Regions from separate parts of the Mus musculus genome. Here regions 1, 2 and 3 are each linked to region 4. The links are chromatin contacts, called in public promoter capture Hi-C maps. All regions are on one chromosome and are shown on one strand. Each heading gives the region's core, a stretch centred on a gene start, on an enhancer-like site or on the middle of the called end of the contact. The rest is flanking DNA. Distances are from core to core; before and after follow the strand shown. Region 1 holds the start of Dnajb2 (DnaJ heat shock protein family (Hsp40) member B2). Region 2 holds the start of Atg9a (autophagy related 9A). Region 3 holds the start of Cnppd1 (cyclin Pas1/PHO80 domain containing 1). Region 4 holds the start of Cnot9 (CCR4-NOT transcription complex, subunit 9).

The links. Promoter capture Hi-C pulls out the DNA fragments that hold promoters and counts their contacts. Capture Hi-C pulls out chosen DNA fragments and counts their contacts.
Region 1: a promoter capture Hi-C map of liver shows a contact between it and region 4, with 2.4 times the contacts expected there. The contact joins the promoter of Dnajb2 here to the promoter of Cnot9 in region 4. A contact is called at or near these places in 1 of 39 promoter capture datasets (pre-B cells), 1 of 484 Hi-C or Micro-C datasets (muscle stem cells), 1 of 115 datasets of contacts at active chromatin or transcription factors (memory CD8 T cells) and 2 of 9 other capture datasets (adipose tissue and liver).
Region 2: a contact with region 4 is called in a promoter capture Hi-C map of pre-B cells. The contact joins the promoter of Atg9a here to the promoter of Cnot9 in region 4. A contact is called at or near these places in 7 of 39 promoter capture datasets (the C10 cell line, cranial neural crest, hematopoietic stem and progenitor cells and 4 more), 1 of 484 Hi-C or Micro-C datasets (CD4 T cells), 3 of 115 datasets of contacts at active chromatin or transcription factors (astrocytes, effector CD8 T cells and memory CD8 T cells) and 1 of 9 other capture datasets (liver).
Region 3: a promoter capture Hi-C map of adipose tissue shows a contact between it and region 4, with 2.5 times the contacts expected there. The contact joins the promoter of Cnppd1 here to the promoter of Cnot9 in region 4. A contact is called at or near these places in 11 of 39 promoter capture datasets (the 3T3-L1 cell line, the C10 cell line, cranial neural crest and 6 more), 3 of 115 datasets of contacts at active chromatin or transcription factors (bone marrow-derived macrophages, cardiomyocytes and memory CD8 T cells) and 2 of 9 other capture datasets (adipose tissue and liver).

The regions. Positions count from the first base shown.
Region 1 is chr1:75,234,402-75,238,746 of GRCm38.p6, forward strand. Dnajb2 (DnaJ heat shock protein family (Hsp40) member B2) reads left to right here and starts at 2,022. Exons shown (of 9, transcript NM_001159883.1): 1 at 2,022-2,188; 2 at 2,451-2,547; 3 at 3,054-3,163. The coding sequence starts at 2,483.
Region 2 is chr1:75,189,061-75,193,330 of GRCm38.p6, forward strand. It overlaps Atg9a (autophagy related 9A), which reads right to left and starts at 2,950. Exons shown (of 16, transcript NM_001288612.1): 1 at 2,764-2,950; 2 at 1,763-1,820; 3 at 1,243-1,374; 4 at 1,052-1,095; 5 at 503-567. The coding sequence starts at 1,345. Ankzf1 (ankyrin repeat and zinc finger domain containing 1) reads left to right here and starts at 3,100. Exons shown (of 13, transcript NM_026187.5): 1 at 3,100-3,617. The coding sequence starts at 3,392.
Region 3 is chr1:75,140,594-75,145,143 of GRCm38.p6, forward strand. It overlaps Cnppd1 (cyclin Pas1/PHO80 domain containing 1), which reads right to left and starts at 2,118. Exons shown (of 10, transcript NM_026977.3): 1 at 2,050-2,118; 2 at 1,465-1,967; 3 at 823-910; 4 at 305-413. The coding sequence starts at 891. It overlaps Retreg2 (reticulophagy regulator family member 2), which reads left to right and starts at 2,193. Exons shown (of 9, transcript NM_170755.2): 1 at 2,193-2,535; 2 at 2,776-2,882; 3 at 3,330-3,360; 4 at 3,711-3,846; 5 at 4,029-4,113; 6 at 4,367-4,510. The coding sequence starts at 2,270.
Region 4 is chr1:74,503,427-74,507,880 of GRCm38.p6, forward strand. It overlaps Cnot9 (CCR4-NOT transcription complex, subunit 9), which reads left to right and starts at 2,634. Exons shown (of 8, transcript NM_021383.5): 1 at 2,634-3,035. The coding sequence starts at 3,012. Usp37 (ubiquitin specific peptidase 37) reads right to left here and starts at 2,395. Exons shown (of 24, transcript NM_001310662.1): 1 at 2,234-2,395.

The sequences.
Region 1 (4,345 bases), core at 772-3,271, 730 kb after region 4:
ATATCACATTCCTGGTAGGTGCTAGCCTGCTGTGTGTTGAGATGAGAGAAAGAGAAAAATAGCAAAAACTTGGAAGATTTTGGAGTAATTTACTTACTCTTGATTTGTTTAAACCAAATATAAGTACTTCTTGGTCCTTGGGTCAGTCAGAATTCGATTGCAATCAGCAGAAGCTAACCAAGAAAATTAAACCACCAACAAAACAAAACAAAATAAAGCAAAGCAAAGCAAAACTAAACTAAATCAACCATTTCCCGCCACTAAATCACCCTCAAATTAGCAACGTATGGAACTCGCATCGATTCAGTCAATGCAGGGCTGGCAGCCAAACCTCAAACAGCAGTGACAAAGGAGGTCTGGCAGCTCTGTCCCCTCCCTCCCGACAGTGATCATCTGTCCTCAGCACGGGGACAGACACTTCCTCCTCCAGGCACAAGAGGCCGCTGAAGGACCCACAGCAACCTGCACTACACAGAAGCAAATTCTTAGCCACCTTCACCTTCATCTCTCTTTCTCTATTCAGATTTGAAGTCCCACTTAGTCGTGACTTCTCATTGGCAGAACTCATCTTGTGCCTGCACCCTTAGATCAGGGAAGCAAGAGCCTCAAAGTTCTGTGGTAGATACTTCATCTCTTATTAAGGCTGAAACAACCAAAATTCCCCAAGTGTAGGTAGGAAGTCTCTAGATGTAGGCAGGAGTTCAGAAGGTGGGGAGACAGGAAAAGGGGACAAAATGACGGCAGCCTTCCCTTGGTTGGTGCTCAAGCTGTTGCTTTGATGAGATGTCCCCAGGTCACCTGTCCTGAAACACTGACTGGACTCATACAACCATTCCTGCTTGGGTCATGTGTGACACCAGAAAGCATTATGCTAATAACAGCTTCCATAAACCATGCTTCATTTGACTTCTAACAACTCTAGGTGTTACCTATACTTAAGGGGGAAAACAGGCCTTGGATGTTCCCAAGTCACACAGCAGCATCCGGTTGCAAGGCCAGGTCTCCCTGCTCTCAGAGTTCTGAGTTTCCCAGTGGGTTCTGCTGATAGGCTGTGTGTGTGTGTGTGTGTGTGTGTGTGTGTGTGTGTGTGTGACATCCCATGCCATTTTTTATCCCTCCCCCAGTGCTGGGAATTGAGGCTAAGTAAGGTCTGGCGGCTGCTGGGCAAGCACTCTACCCCTAAGCTATCCCCATAGCTTTACATTCTTAGTACCTTCTGGCAGCATCTACTAAGAAAACAGTACACTAATGTCTAGGAATTGGCCAGATGGAATAAAACAAGACCCACTTCTGGAAGGTTCCCTTTTCCTGAGATCTGAATCCAGAAATCATTCTGAGGCTAAATAGATCTACTTACGATCAGCTGTGGAAGAGAAACGTTGAGTCTACTAATTTCCTCATACTAGGCTCTTCTACCTCACCCTTTCTAGGTCAAAAATGTTAAAAGTCTTCCAAGTGTTATTCGGCTGTCCAACTGATACGTTTCAATTCTGACTAAAGACTAAGGGGATGACGAACGAAGGAGGACACAATTCTTACCTTGTATAATTTACATTCTACTGGGGGAGATAGATGATCATCAAATAAATGTTAATTTGTGGCTCTGACAGTGTGGAGAAGAAAATGCCACGAGACTCTATAAAAAGCAGGTCTGACCTACTCAGGGGAGCCAGGGCAGCCTCTTTTGAAGACTTAGCACTGGAGCTAAGCTATGAAGAAGGGTTAGGCCCAGAGGAGACTCGGTGAGTCTTGGAGGTGATGGCCTGGGGGAAGTACTCAGGGATCGTGAAGCACTTTTAGAGGCCAGCGACAGGACAGGGGACCCGCACCTAGCTTGCGGACCGCCCCTCTGCCTGTGTTTGAGAGACTGCGTCATAGCTGGAAAGATATAGCCGACTTCAGCCTCCTAAGTCCCACCTGGGAATGACGTCGCCTGGGTGAAAAACTAAAATAAACGGCTCCGCCCTCATCTCCCAGCAGCCCCTGCAGCGCCCCCGCCCCCCCCGCCCCCGCCCCCTCGTGTGACCGGCCGAGCCGGCCCTCTGAGTCTCTAGTAGTTTCCAGGGCGCTGACGCATGCTTGCGCACACAACCCAGCCTGGCGTGTCGTACGCAGTGGCCGCGAGCCGGGCAGCGGGTGCTAGGCGGTTCCCCTGCGGGGGGCAGGGGCGGGACTCCCGGCAGAGGAGGTGCGGTCCCAGCTGGGTCAGGTTGGGGGTTCAGATCGGGTTACTAGACTTAGGGGGTTCGGGTAGGGCTCCCCACTCCTGCCGTGAGATAGCCCTGGGCACCGGCCTGCGGGACCAGATAAAGGCTGCGAAGGAGCCTAGTCACTGGCCGCAGGCGTGGCTCCCCGGCCCGATTCCACCTCGAAGTGTCGCCTGCCTGCCCGGGGTTGCGGCCGCACGGAGCTGCGGTGCCTCTGTCGGCCTGACCCCTTCTCTCCCGCAGCCTGGAGGAGGGACGTCTGACGCTGAGTTGCCATGGCATCCTACTACGAGATTCTAGACGTACCGCGGAGTGCGTCCCCTGATGACATCAAGAAGGCGTAAGTGCCTCGGCTGTGTTACAGAAAGGCTCTGACCCTTGTTCCCCGCCCCCCTGAGTGCCAGGGGCCCTTTAGAGGTCTGGCTGAAGGGAGGAAGGAGACCCTTGGGAAAGTACGAAGACCAAGTCCAGCCAGGGAAGAAGAGCTGACCTTCTTTAGCGTCCTCTATACACCCAGCTCCCCTCTCCTCCAGCTCCTACATGTGGGCTTGCCCAGGTTGCAGTGCTAAAATGCCCAGGCTATGAGACAGGACAGTGTCTCCACTCTCCCTGTGGCTATAGATAGCTCTATCAAAAGAACCCCAAGAAAGGGCTTATGGCAGGGACTTTCCTTTTTACTCATATCCCTGGCACACCACAGGGAGAGAAACCCCTGAATACAGGCTGCAGTCGTGAGGTATTCTGGGATCGGGGCAGTGAAAGGGTGTTGGACTAAGCAAAAAGGGTAGTCGGTGGGCAAAGCCTACATCAGTCTCCTGACCCTCCCTCTGCACTCACTTCCTGCAGGTACCGAAAGAAGGCTCTGCAGTGGCACCCAGACAAGAACCCGGATAATAAAGAATTTGCTGAAAAAAAATTTAAGGAGGTGGCAGAGGCCTATGAAGTACTATCTGACAGTAAGGCTTGGGGTCCTGCAGGGACCGGCATGTCCCCCTGCTTCCATTCATTCTTGGTACTCCTTCCTAAAGCCACGCCTCCATCCCGTCTCCTCCATGATTTTATTTTAGATAGTGTTTAATCGCCTCCATGTTATGTCTGTCTAGCAGGGTCTGAAGAGCAATTTGGGTCCTGATCGGGGAAGGTCATAGCTTTCCTGCCAGGCCAGCTTATCACCCCCATTTTGTAGGCTAGTAAACTGAGGCTGAGAGAGATGAAATAATTTGCCCATTTCTTGAGCCAGAATATGAATCCAGGTCTGATGGGTGATTTTTTTTTTTCCTCTGTGCTTGAGTATGCCTAGGGCATTGCACATGCTAAAGCAAGTTTTCTACTGTCAAGCCATGATTCCAGACCCAGGTCATTCACTCATTCATTTATTCATTCATTTAGAAAACAGTCTGACTAGACATGGCTATAATTCCAGCACTCAGGAGGTAAGGTAATGCAGGAGGATTTTAAGGTCAAAGGTCCTGTTTCAATAAGTAAACAAACTTCAAAACAACAACCACTAGTTGAGGCTGTAACTTTGTCAGTAGAGTGCTTTGGTAACATACACAAGGCCCTATGTATGATCCCTAGCCCCGCATAAACTTGGCGTGGTGGCGCATGCCTGTAATCCTAGCGACACAAGATGGAGGCAGGAGGATCGAAAGTTCAAGGTCTTCCTTGGCCACATATCAAACTCATGACCATCCTGGGCTACATGAATAGTATCTTTTTTTTTTTTTTTTGAGACAGGGTTTCTCCGTATAGTCCTGGCTATCCTGGAGCTCACTTTGTAGACCAGGTTGGCCTCGAACTCAGAAATCTGCCTGCCTCTGTCTCCCAAGTGCTGGGATTAAAGGCGTGCGCCACCACGCCCGGCTAACAGTATCTTTTAAAATGTATTTCTGAGATGATGTGGGTGGTGGTTCACACTTGTCACCTCAGCACTGAGGAGGCTGAGGTAAGGTGATTGCAGAGAGGTTGAAGACAGCCTGGATACAGGATGAGACCCTGTCTCAAAACACCAAAACCAAACCCCACAAATGATCCCAGAAAATATCTCCTAAAATTACTGTGCCAGGTATTTCCGGGTACTAGGGAGACAGTGGAGGGCAAGCAGGCCCCGTCCTCGTCCCGTGGTCTATCGTATTCTG
Region 2 (4,270 bases), core at 1,700-4,199, 690 kb after region 4:
TTCCAAGTCCACCCCTCTAGCAACACCAGATTATTTCTCCCACTCCAGCAGGGCTAATGTGCAGTCAGGCAGAATACAGGCTCCAAGACCTCCTGACTGAACCATATATATCTATCTTCCTATAGTCTTGGTGAAATGACTAAGTTGTAAACTCTTGTTATGAAAGAGATAGGGCGCTGGGCGTGGTGGTATACACCTTTAATCCCAGCACTCAATCCCAGGCAGAGGAAGGTGGATCTCTGAGTTCAAGGCCAGCCTGGTGTACAGAGTGAGTTCCAGGACAGCCAGGGCTACACAGAGAAACCCTGTCTCAAAAAACCAAAAGAGATAAGACCTAGGTAGTTCTTACAAGAGGCAAGGCTATAGGTTTAAATGTTATACCTGGGCCTGAGACATAAAGGTCTGCAGAGTTTAGGGCCTAGGATTGTGTTGCCTTGGCAGGTGCAAAAAGAAAGACCAGAAGGATTCTTTTACCACAGCATGAATCCCTTCGTATACTTACATGAGTTCAAACATCTCTCCAATGAGCATACATGTGAAGCCATTCTTCTGGTGGAGATTATAAACGTGTAAGTGTTAAGAAAAAGTGGCCGGTAAGCAAAAGACACCTAAGAATACAGACTTTGATGTCCTCACACTCCCAAGCTGAAGTCCTGGCTCTAGAACTCTCCGGAGTGTGATCTTTAACAGGTCACTTCCCTAAGCTTTGCCCACAGTGGCAAACTGATAATAGCCATTGCTACCTCTTAGGGTTATTGGGTCTAGGAGCATGCATTCAAAGTATTCAGCACTGAAATGACAGAGTCGAAAGGCATTATTACCATTAACAACTTACACCCTTAGAAAAGCTCTTCATAAAGTAACACAAGTACATAGAGCTCTCAGCTAATATGAGGTATCACTACTTTTAGCAATCGTTATTTCAATATGAGTTTCATTTCCCTTTCCATGGACCGGAGTGGAACGCATCCCTGTTTCCCATCAGAGACCTCCCTCGCTCAGAGACAGGCTAAAAGGTGGAAGAGCTCCAAAGCAGAGACACAAAGGATATTCGAGAGAAGAAGAGGTCAAGGTTTTCAATGTGGTGCCAAGGTGCTGTGGACACAGGAGCAGAGATGTCAGCTCCCTGAAGTGGCTATTCTCCCCCCCCAGCCTCCCCCCTCCGCTTGCCCTGCTCACTCAGGGTTCCTCCAGCAACTTCCGCCCATGCCCCTGCTCTAGCTGTCATGTCCCAAAACTCACATTTGCTCCCCTCGGCCACATGCACCAACAGGTCCTCTTCCCCGGGGGGCGAATCGCTATAGGAGGCCTCTAGGCGCTGGTATTCAGTGTCAAACTGTGCCATCACCACAGCCCCCTGTCCACCTTGTTAACCTGCCAGTGAAGAGAACCCGGATCAGATCCAGGCACTGTCTCCTTGCTGTCCTGCCCACCAGGCCAGAGGGAATGAGAAAGGGATTTGTTTTTTCCCACTAGCATCCTTGACTCAGAAGCAGTACAGGGATAATATAGCCCAAGAAGCACAGCTAAGCTTGGGACTTAAGGGGGCCTTCACCCTGGTCCTGAATCCCAGAACCTTTTGCTGGCTTAGCTACTATGCCAGAATCTGCCCCTCTGGTATGGGGTGAGTTGTTTCATTTTCTGTCCAATGAAGAGAAAGTTTCCTCCCCTGCCCCTCCTGGAAACCCTGGTCTCTCTAGAGACTAACAGTTTGAAAGCATGTTTTTGTAAACAAAGGTTTAAGATAAGCACATGGTCCTACCAGCTCCATGGACAGTTTCTGCTACACGTCAGTCCTGGGTGCCCTGGTTGGACAGCTGCTGGAGGAAAAGGTGTCAGGCTTCAAAGAATGGAGAGTTGGGACAGAAAAAAATCCAACCCTCCCACCGGTCCAAGCCCCCACTAAGGAGGGCAGAGAGATGGGGAAGAGACACTTTGCCAGTTGTGTCAGATGTCCCCTGTTGTTCTATGTAGAACCATTCATCTACTTTGAGGATACCAGGGAGTAACTAAACTCTCTGACCCAGTGCAGAGTGAGTCAGTACAGGTCCGAATCCAAACAGCCCTTTGGGACTGTTTTACCTCTGGTCTACCTCAACTTTAGAAATCAGACATGCTTTTCGGGGTCCAGAAAACCCCGAATGGGAGTCTTCTCAAGATTTTTCTGGACAATCCCTTCTGCTTCCCTAGCATCAGAGACGTAGGCAGGCATGGCTTTTGGATCAGAATTTTCCAGTCCATGTAGACTCCGGATCCCGCTTGAATAAGTGGGTTCCCTGGGTGCCTAGTGCCAGGTGGGGTCAAGGTGGTATGGTATACTCCCAATCAGTAAAGACTCTGGGGATGGTGGATCTTGGTCCGACCTGGTCCCAGAGGGAGTCCCTTGGTTAATAATAAGAGGTGTGTGCCTCTGGAAACACACTCACCTGGTCAGTGTAGACCCAGGGCCCATGGATCTCCCCAGGAAGGGCCTGTGCCCAGGGGTGTCTGTGGATGGTGGAGGGGTCGAGCCAGATCTACAGCTGAAATCCCTGGTGGGCTGGGATGCCTCCCCAATCCCAGCCACCTAGACCTGAGCACAGGGCGCCCCAGGGTCGCCCGGCCCCAGGCCGGGGGCTAGGCTCCCAACAGCGGACAACCCGGCGCGCGGCCCCGGCGCACGCGCGCTCCCCTGGCCGCGCGCGCCCTCTATCAAAACATTCTAGCTGCGCGCCCCCGGCCCGCCCGCCGCTCCCCTGCCCCCGTTACGCATTACAAGCTCACTTGGGGCTCAGTGGGCATCCCTGGCCAGCTTGGGCCTGGGTCTGGAGATTCCAGTTACCAGCCTCGCGTGTCACCGCAGGAACCGGGATCCAGGGGATTCCAGAAGCCGGGTCTGTTCTGCTGGGCTCTGCCAGACCCGGAGCTCTAGGCCCTCCGTCTGTCATTCACTGTCACCCGCAGCCAGTCTGGCCAATGAAAAAAGTGGGTGGAGACATGGTGGCCAATTCTTAGCCCAGGGGGCAGGACGGAAGGCTGAAGGCGGGTCTTGGAGAGCAGAAGACCAATAGTGTGCTCTACGTGATGAGGGGCTGGGCTACGGGCGCGGCAGTGTGTCCCCTTCGCCTCTCCGTAGCCGCCGAATTGTTGTGGTGTTGCAGAAATCCAGTTTTCGAACGTGGTCTTGCGTGTGGCTCGGCTCTCGGGACATTAGGGGAGGCTTCTGAGGGAGGGTCGAGTGACGAGGCTTGGTGTCGGTGCTAGTAGTTCCGTTGGGTAGACTCTGACTGGTAACTCCTGGACTCGAATTGGGTCTTGGTGCTCTCCATTTCACTCCTGAAGATCCTCACGTATTTACCGCAGAACTGATTTGTGGGAGCGGGTAAAGGCTGAAGGGCATTTCTGCGTGGGGATGGCCAAACCGGCTGGCGATGCGGCAGTAGGATCTCGTTCTGGAGAGTTGTTTCTGCCCTCCGTTTCTTCTTCAGCCACGTCGCCAGCTCCAAGTGCAGCCTCAGCCCCTGCCTCCGTTTCCCTGTTGTCCCTCAACGGGGAAGCTCCACTCATTCGGGGCCTGAGCCTGGTGAGCCAAGCTCCTGGGGAGGCTCTGGCCTGGGCGCCGCGTACTTCCTGTCCAGGTATCCGGGTTGCTTTGGGGTGGACCTATGAGGAACGTCACAGGGTTCCGTGAAGTCTATTAACACGGAAGACTTACATCGTGATTTCCCAATTTAGGAATCCACACTGACTTTATGTTGGTCGGCTTTTTCTTTCCTCAATATATTTCAGCCTTGGGTTGTTTATACAGGGCTGGCCCATAAATTGTCACCATAAAGGTTTCTAGCTATTGTTTATATCTCGTTACATTAATACCACTGCTTTTAAAACACCTTTCCTAGGTCTATTTCAAATCGAAGTAGACTCCAGTCAGATATATTCCCTTTTGCTAAATATAGAATAATTTACTGATTTTCTACACTAGTTTGTCTTCGGCTGTGTTTTCTTGCACTTTTTTAGGTTGTCCACTGCAACTGGGAGTTATAAGATGTGAACATCCATTTAGGAACTGGTTTTATATGGTTAAAAATAAATTTAATCTGGGAGTTGTTAATACCCACCTGTAACCCTAGCACTTAGGAATCTGAGGCAAGAAGGAGACGTGGGACTTTAAGAAAAACCTAGACTGTACAGTGTACAGGTCTGGATTCCATCCCCAGTGCGGCAGAAGTATTTTAGGGCTTACTAGGAAGGGGGCTAAAGGGACCTTTCAGACACTGTGATGTACACCTTT
Region 3 (4,550 bases), core at 868-3,367, 640 kb after region 4:
GAACTTGGGCTATAGCTCTGTGGTAGAATGCCTGCAGAGCATACACAAAGCCCTAAAAATAAGTGACTGCAATTTATGAGCTGTTTTTACTCATGTGGGCTAAAAGAATTTGAAACATGGCCTGCATTGTCAAACCAAGTACCAACCAAGCTAGTTATAATGAGACACAGTGCAGCTCAGAGGGCAAACCTCCAGGCATTTGGGTGACTATGACAACCCAGTCCTCCAAGTTTCCACTTGCTCAGTCACACACACACACCACCACCACCACCACCACCACCACCACCACCATCACCAGTCTAACCTGCCACAGGGCTGGAGAGCTCCTCCAGGCTGCAGTCTGTCTCCAAGTCCCAGCCATAATAGAGTCTCCTTCGGATTCGAGCACTTAGCTTTTGGTGTCCTGGAAGGACCTGAAACAGGGCCAGGAGTAGTGGAGGGTGAAGGGCAGGGAAGGTTTGGTGGAAATCCTGGGTACTGACCCGGGCCTATACTCTACCCAGCCCAGAGTTCCCAAGATCATTTGTTAATGGCAGCCTAGTCTTGTCCACAGTGGGAGAAAGACAATAAGCCCGCTTCTGACATCACTGAGGGCTCCCAATAGAAGACTAGACAACTAGAAACCAGATGGGACCCCAGTCTAATCACTAGCAGTTCCCCTCTTATAACCTGAGGCTTTGCCTTCAGGCCCAAGTGGCATTGCTCTCAACAATAGCCCACTCCAGGGCATAACAAGTAAGAGAGCTCCCATTCCGCTCGGGTCTGGAGGAGAACGCCTGGGAGTTCTGACTCCCAGAGGCAGAGAACAGGCGGACCTCTCACCATGAAGTCTTGGAAACCGGTGAGGGAGAAGGCGCCTTCTTCGTCCAGCAGGAGCCCAGTCAGGTCCATCGCACTGTCAGCCGCCACCCTGCGAAGGTGGAGGGAAAGGGAAGGAATCGTAAGTGACCCCAGAGCCGTGCTCACCCGTTGGCCCACCTCTCCCGAAAGGGCCACCGCCCGACTGCGCGCAGCCTCCTCCCTTCTCGCAGGCGGCCGTGGGACGCCTCTTCCTGTTCCGCGTGCGACTGGGCCTCCCGGCGCCCGACGACAGGCGCGGCGCTCACCAGGCGAACCAGGAGGTACGAGGGCCAGCAGTGTTCTCAGCCCGTGCCGCGTTCGCTAGGCGTTTATAAGCTGCGGGAGTGAGTGTCACCGACGAGTCTGCGCGCCCGGCAGGAAGTGCCTCCTGCCTTGCCCAACCTGAGAGCTCCGGGTCTCCGGAGCTATGAGCACCGGGGGCAATTGTAATACGGTTCCCAGGGGACCGCGACACACCAAGGGTGAACGCGCTGACCAGGCTTTGTAGTCGTGGTACAGATAGTAACGAGCCTAACACAAAGGCAACGCGGCGAGTTGTTTCCTGGGTTTTAGGGAAGACGCACTCAATCAGCAATGCCCAGGAAAGATGAACAAGAAACTTACCGTAGGTGGGAGAACTGTGAACAAGGTGGGAGGGAATCTGTTGAATCTTTATGCCCCTTAGAAGTTTGAAACTGTAACACTCGAATACATACTGTATTCTGTATGGTTACTCCAGCAATTAAATGATCTCAAAAGATATAAAGCCTCAATGTACGATGTTAAACAGGTCTCCCCAAAGCAAACAGCGCCTGGATGTTTTATTTCCAAACACTCCTTCCACACAATTTGCGGCTGAGAGATTTTGGGAAGAGAGAGGGCCGACGCTCCAAGAAGGAAGAAACAACTTTTCGAAGTTGGTGAAGCTGCTTTGAAGTCATTAAAGTCACGCGCTGGTGTTTGTTTATCCGCTGAGGGGAGGGGACTGGAGGCGAAGAGGGTTGAGTAATGGGGATGGCACCGCCCTTCCCGATCCCAAGCAGATTGTAGTCAAGATCCTGGGGGCCTGAAAGCCCACTCACTGCCTCTGGGCAGTGCCTCACGCGACAAAGAGGTCTCCAGCCGCCCTGTAAACACCGGGAGAAGACCTCAGGCCTCGCAGCCTCAACGCCCGCCCCGGATCACCCCTCCAGCACCCTGGAAGCACACCTTCGTGGGTGCAGGATCACGACAGCGGCCAACGCGCACGCGCGGGCGTCCCATCCGGGCTGTTAGGGCACGTCACGTGGCATCGCGCTTCATCACGTGACGCTTGACCGCAGGTTTTTTTGCTCGCCCGTGCGTGCGCCCCCTTCCGTCTGACGCGCCCCCGGCGGCGGCCGCGCAGCCCTGGCTCCTCGCGGGCTCGGGCAGCGGCTGCGGCGCGGTGATGGCGAGCAGCGGTGGCGGTAACACCGGCGCGGGTGGCACCTCGGGGCTGGGCCTGGGCCTGGGGCTGAGCCTCGGCATGGGTGAGGCCACTGGCGACGCGGAGGAGGAGGCGGCCGCAGCCGAGGCAGTGGGACGTTTAGCTACGTCCCTGTGGCTGCGGCTCCGCGGCTGGGAGGCGGTGCTGGCGGCCGCACAGCGACTGCTGGTTTGGGAGAAGCCGCTGCACAGCCTGGTCACGGCGGCCACACTCAACGGCCTCTTCTGGTAACGGCCACGGAGGAGGGGGCGGGGCCGGGCTGCGCGGGAGAGCGGGGGCGGGAGGACCGGGTGCTCCCTCCCTTGGAGGGCTGTCAGCGTCTGGGGCGGTGATCCTGCACCAGGTGGCCCCATTTTTTAGTCTCTTAGTGACTGGGTGAGGCTTAGAGGGCCATCTCCCCATCCATGGGTCTTTCTGTGATTTTCGATGGATTTGGGAGCCTCAACTGAGATGCCTGTCTCCCTAAGGTTGTTGTCTTCGTCGTCCCTCCGGCCCTTCTTCCTGCTCAGCATCTCACTTTTGACCTATTTTCTACTGGATCTCTGGCATCCTCGCTTTCTCCCTGACGTTTCAGGTGAGTTTCTTCATTCCACATGCACTGTATGCACCTGCTCCGTGCATCACCCTGCTACTTGAGGGGAGGCACAGGAAGGCCATTTATCTCCTAAGGCATCCTGTATGCCCTTCCATCGTTTTTTTTTTTTTTTTTTTTTTTTTTAAGAAAATTGCCTGAAATGAGAATTGTTTCTTTTCCAAAATTAATGTTCTTGTGAGTTTAGTAGTCAAAACTATATAGCATTTAAAGCTGGGTTCAGAAACAGCATATCGTACACCTTGTAGTTGGTGGGTAAAGGGAATGCTCTGGACTTCACATAGTGGTTCAGGCCTGGAAGCGAGAGACAGAGGGATTACTGAAAAATTGAGACCAAGAATGTTAAAGAGAGGCAGCTCTTTCTGACTTTGGATCTGTCTCTAAGTGCTTCTTGTATTCTTAACTTACCCCACACCCTTTTCTCCATAGCACCACCCCCTGAAGAACCACACTCTGACAGGTGAGTATAGGCCACCTTTTAAAGAAGATGCCCAAATGTGGTCTGCTTGCTGTGCTCAGCTCAAAGAGGAGCAGGGCTGTGGCTTGTGCAGGCATAGGCCCAGTGTAATGAAGGGACTTACAGCAAGCAAAAGTATGCCTGGCTCTAGGCTTCTTTGTATGCAAACGCTGTGTTCCTTCTCCCGTGGAGGTAGAGGGTTGAGTACCCTGGGAATTTACATCCCAGGATGAGGATGCCTTCCTTTGGGGGAGGTGGGGCCTCCAGAGTGAGATCTCATCAGCAGTCTCAAAGTGACTTGAGTGTCTTAGCTGGTTTCTGAGGCCTCCAGGGGTCATGTCATGTCTCCCCAGTGAGGGTGCGGGGTCAGGCGCCCAGCCGCACCTGCTGAGTGTGCCCGAGTTGTGCAGATACCTGGCTGAGAGCTGGCTCACCTTCCAGATTCACCTGCAAGAGCTGTTGCAGTACAAGAGGCAGAATCCAGCTCAGGTAAACCCCATCCTGAAATGGTTGCAGGAGTCGGGCTGGGAGAGAGTGACGCGTGCAGTGACTGTTGTAAATTTCCTCAACTGGTTCCCATTTTTTTCCACCACATGAATAGTTTCTCCCCTGGTGACTGTGCACATGGTGTAAGCCTGTGTTCTTCACTGCTCCTGTGCTCTTCCCTGCAGTTCTGCGCTCGGGGCTGCGCTGCCTGTGCTGTGCTGGCTGTGTTGGGACACTATGTTCCGGGAGTTATGATTTCCTACATTGTCTGTGAGTGGAGCTCATTCCTGCTCTTTCCAAAGCCCTGTCTAGTCTTCTTTTCCTGGGTTGACCCAAAGGAAAGACTGTGTTTTCTTTGTTAGTTACTCACCTGGGAGGAGGATAGCAGATGGGGGAAGAGGGTATCACTGCCTTGAGAAAGGATCCCGTCTTTGTTCAGACCTACCTGTTCAGGGGACAGTTTGGATGAAGGCTCCTGAGAAAGTGGCCAACTGAGCTCTGAGTGCACTTTCTTAACCCGTAGTGCTGAGTATCCTGCTGTGGCCCCTGGTGGTCTATCACGAGTTGATCCAGAGGATGTATACTCGCCTGGAGCCCTTGCTCATGCAGCTGGACTACAGCATGAAAGCTGAAGCTGATGCCCTGCACCACAAACATGACAAGAGAAGTAAGGGATTCTCTTAACCTGGATGGGGAGAGGCAGGGAG
Region 4 (4,454 bases), core at 1,384-3,883:
GTTCAAGGCCAGCCTGGTCTACAAAGTGAGTTCCAGGACAGCCAAGACTATACAGAGAAACCCTGTCTCAAAAAACCAAAAAGAGAGAGAGAGACAGACAGACAGACAGACAGACAGACTTATAGCCAAGGCTGGTATATCTGAGGATTTGAATGTCTGCTCCTCCTGTCTCTGTTGGCTTTATGTAGTGCTGGAGCACAAAACTAGGGATTTGCCTGGCGGTGGTGGCGCACTGCTCACGCCTTTGATCCTAGCACTTGGGAAGCAGAGTCAAGCAGAGATTGCTGAGTTCAAGGACAGCCTGGTCTACAAAGTGAGTTCCAGGACAGCCAGGGCTACACAGAGAAACCCTGTCTCAAAAAAAAAAAATAAATAAATAAAAAAATAAACAAAGAAAAAAATCCCTAGGGATTCATGCATGCTAGGGAAGCATCCAGCAACTGAACTGTATCCCCAGAACATTATTTTACATTTTATCTTAAAGTAATGAGCACCTTGGCAATGAGAAAGCCACTGAAGGGTTTCAAGCAAAGAAAGTATACGTTATTTGAATGAATGGATAGTGTTGAGTTTGGGAAGAAGAGAAAACAAGAAAAACAAAACAAAACAAAACCCAGGGAGATCAGATAAGAAAGTAGTGTTTTTAACTCATAATTACAATAATAATTCTTACTTGACAGATTCTGAGTGTCAATACTTTAGGGAGTTTATAGCACTCATAATAATCCACTAAGGTGAGAACTTTTGTTTATTTGTTTTTAGAGACGGGTTTTTCTGTGTACCGCCACCCCCCCAACCCCAGCTATCCTGGAACTCACTCTGTAGTCCAAGCTGGTCTTGAACTCGGAGATCCATCTGCCCCTGCCTCCCATTACCCAGGTAAGCTAAGAACTCTTACTCCTATTCTACAGGTGAGAATAGGAATAAGGGAGATCAAGTCCCTATGAAAAAGAACTGTGGTTTGAATTAGAAAAGTCAAAGTGAAGAAGGTCAGAAATAAATGCAAAACATATATTAGAAGTAAAACAGAACTTGGAAAGGATATGAACACATAGGATGAAGAAATCAAGACTGCTTCTCAAGCTTCTACCCAGTGTCACTGAACAAATGGCTATGTGTCATCAAAATGGACATGCATGCCGCTTGTGGTGTAGTGGACACTGGAAAGGAGAGAATTTGGGTACAAGAGACAGATTGACTCCAGTTTTTAAAGGTATCATATTTGAAATTCCTAAGGGGAGAAAAAATCAAGCTGAGATGTTAAGCAGACAGTTGGCTATTTGAATATGGAGCTGAAAATAAGAAAATCTCAAGTTATCAACATATAGCAGAATTTAAAGCTTAGAGAGAAATGGAAGTACAACAGGGGAGAACCCCAGTCCAAAACCAAATCATTTACCCTGACAAAATTTCTTACCAACTGATTACATCTGTCCTTGGGTCTTCAGTCCCTCCTTTTCCTTTTGCCAGTATGCAACACTATTCTTTTGAATATTCACCCAAATATTAACATGACAAATGACAAACATCATACAAACACACTAGAGCCTATCTGTCTGGCCCAGAAGCCTCCTCTAATACTTAACACAATAAACCAAAATGCCCCCTTAACATTCCCTCTTAGATTAGTTCTTTCAACTATAGACTCATCAGGTACTGTTAACTCGCCAAAGGAATATCTGAAAAACACTACAGTACAACTCTCCAACGACACGGAACTTTATTACCTTTTTATTTTTCTCCAGATTTTGATTTAAAATTGGTTCAATAGACACCGTCAGTGTCCTGGCTAGATATGGGTAGCAACCAAAGGCACGACAAAAATTACACTCCCTTTCAGCGAGTAATGTCTAAGAGGAGTAGGAAAGTAAAGAATGGTCAAGCGGGCGTGTGAATATCGCAGTCAAGGTTTTAATGGATATGTGGCAACAAAGTCACCTGTAAAGACAGCAGGCCTTGCAGGGAGGTACGCTGAGACCACCTGAACCTTGGTGAAGAGAGGCCAGATTTAGAATGCAGAAAGCAAGTGACAACACGGACGCGTTAAAGGAGAAGTAAAGGGGGCAACACTCGAACGGGGCACCTGTAAGGCATTGGGTATCCAAGGACCCGGGGCGGGCTAAGCAGCAGCCGGGAGAACTCTGAAGTGGACGCCGAGTGGGCGGACCGCAGGGGTGGGGTGGGGGTGCCGGGGAAAACGGCTCAATTCAGAAGCTGTCCCGGCTCGTCTTACCTGCGCTAGAGGGTCCCAGCTCCGGACAAGCTTGCCGGAAGCACAAAGTTCCCGCGGAGGGGGTGGAGCCGAAAGGCTCGGAAGGAAGGGGCTCTACTAGCCCCAGAGAGCGAGGCCGGTCTCTCTCCTAGCACACCTAAACCCGCTGATGGCGGGAACTATGACTACACGCAAACACGTACGGACGCACGCACTCTCGACGCAACCAGTCCAGGCGCGTGCGCGTAAGCGCGCAAGTCCCGCCCCTCAAGCATTCGCTCTGCCCCTCACCATGCCCAGCCCCTAACCCGGGCGGCCCCGCCCCCGCCGTGACGACACTGTAATACACATGCGCACCGTCCACTTTACCAACTTTGGCCCTCCTACCATTTTCCTCACGCGCAACCGCTTGAGCATGCGCAATTCGTGTCCTTCCAAGCCTGCTGGCCTTTTCCCGCCCTTGTCTGGCCTTCGGGAGAAAGTCAGAGTTCACGTCTCTCAAAGGATTTACCTGCGATGCTGTGGGGATACGAGGGCCAGTAGTTTGCAGACGTCATTTTGATCCCGAATCTGAAGGTTCAAAGAACATACTTTGAGATTATTTGCTAGGCCGAGGTCCGGGAGGCGGGAAAGGGCTGGGTGGGCGGAGGGTCAGAGGTGAGAGGTCAAAGGCCCGCGAAGGGGGCGGAGCGAGGCGGAGGCGGATGGCGGCACTTCATCTTGGGCATCAGAGCCGCTGAAGCTGGGACGCGGGTCCGGTGCGTCCGGCGGGAGGAGGAGTGCGGCGGCCGCTCCAAACATGCACAGCCTGGCAACGGCAGCGGTGAGTGGTTGCTCCCGCTCGGATGTCCGTCTCAGCCTGTTTTCTAGCTCCCAGATCCGGGCCCTGAGTCCAGCTGCTCCTGCCCCTAGTCGCAAGGTCTGGGGGTCTCCACACGCCGACCGTGGCGGAGCCGGACCCCCGCTGTTCCCTCTCATCCCCTCCCGCCCCCTCTCCTGGCCTGGCGCGCGGCCTCTCGCGTTGTTTGCCAGCGCCAAGGCCTGGTCCCGCGCCCCGCGCTGCCCCAGCAGGCCATTCATTGATTCCTTTGCGCCTGGCGTCAGTTTATCTGGACGCGGGTTGTGAATGCTGGGCGTCGGCGGGGATGAGGATACTGCCACGGCCATTCGCTCTGGTCCCGTGATCCTAGACTTCCTCGCCTAGGCACATCTCAGTGGTTCGGAAATGGGCTTCTAGCTCAAGCCACTTGCTTTTTGCATGAGGAAAGACTTCCTCACGCCTCGCGTTTTATCTTTTAACAAGAAAAGCAAATCATGTATTATACCTCCCTAGAGTCGTACTATGGCTTTCGGTTAAATTTAGAGAAAGTAGACTCCTTCCCTGGCCTACAAGCCCTGTATGATGTGGTCCTTAGTCACGTTTATGGGCTTGGTTTTTGTCACTTGCTCCCTAAGCTCCGACCAAGAAGTATATGAACTTTTCTGTTACATATTCTCTACCTGGAATGTCTTTCTTAGGACTCTGCCTCCATACATACACACAAGTTTACCTCAGAGTGACTTTTTCCGACCATATTCATAGTAGCTTGTAACCCCAACATTTTCTCATATAGAGCACCGATCCCACGGTTTAATTACTAGACTTTTATATTTTATTTTACTTTTACTTGTGGGTTGTCTGTACTCTGTAAGTCAGGGGCAAGTATTTGGTGAGGCCTGTTCACTTGTTTTCCCCACCACTGGGACAGTTCCTACTACAGTAAGGTAAGCACTCAAATAATGCTGACTGAATGGCTACACTCACAACCATACTGGAAGCAGCATAGTTTAAAGACACTTCCAAAGGCCAGTTTCACTTTGTTTCACCAAGGGGAAATGCTATCAGGAAAATAATGTATTTAGATTACATTATGAGACAACGTAACATAATGACTAAATAAAATATGAAAAACTACCTTAACTTCAAGTATAAAAAGAAATATTTAGGACAGCCGTGCTTGGGATTTCTGTGAATTTTGAGGCCAGCCTGGTCTATATGGAAAGTTCAGGCCACCATGATAGCATAGTGATATCCTGACCAAAAAGAAAAGAAAAACATCCTCCAGAGGGTGGTGGCAGCACCTCTGTAATATCAGCTCAGACAGGCAGATCACAAGTTCAAGACCAGCCTGGCAATTTAATAAGACTATCTCAGAAAACATTTTTAAAAAGATGGGTAGAGATATTAATTATAGGAGAATAT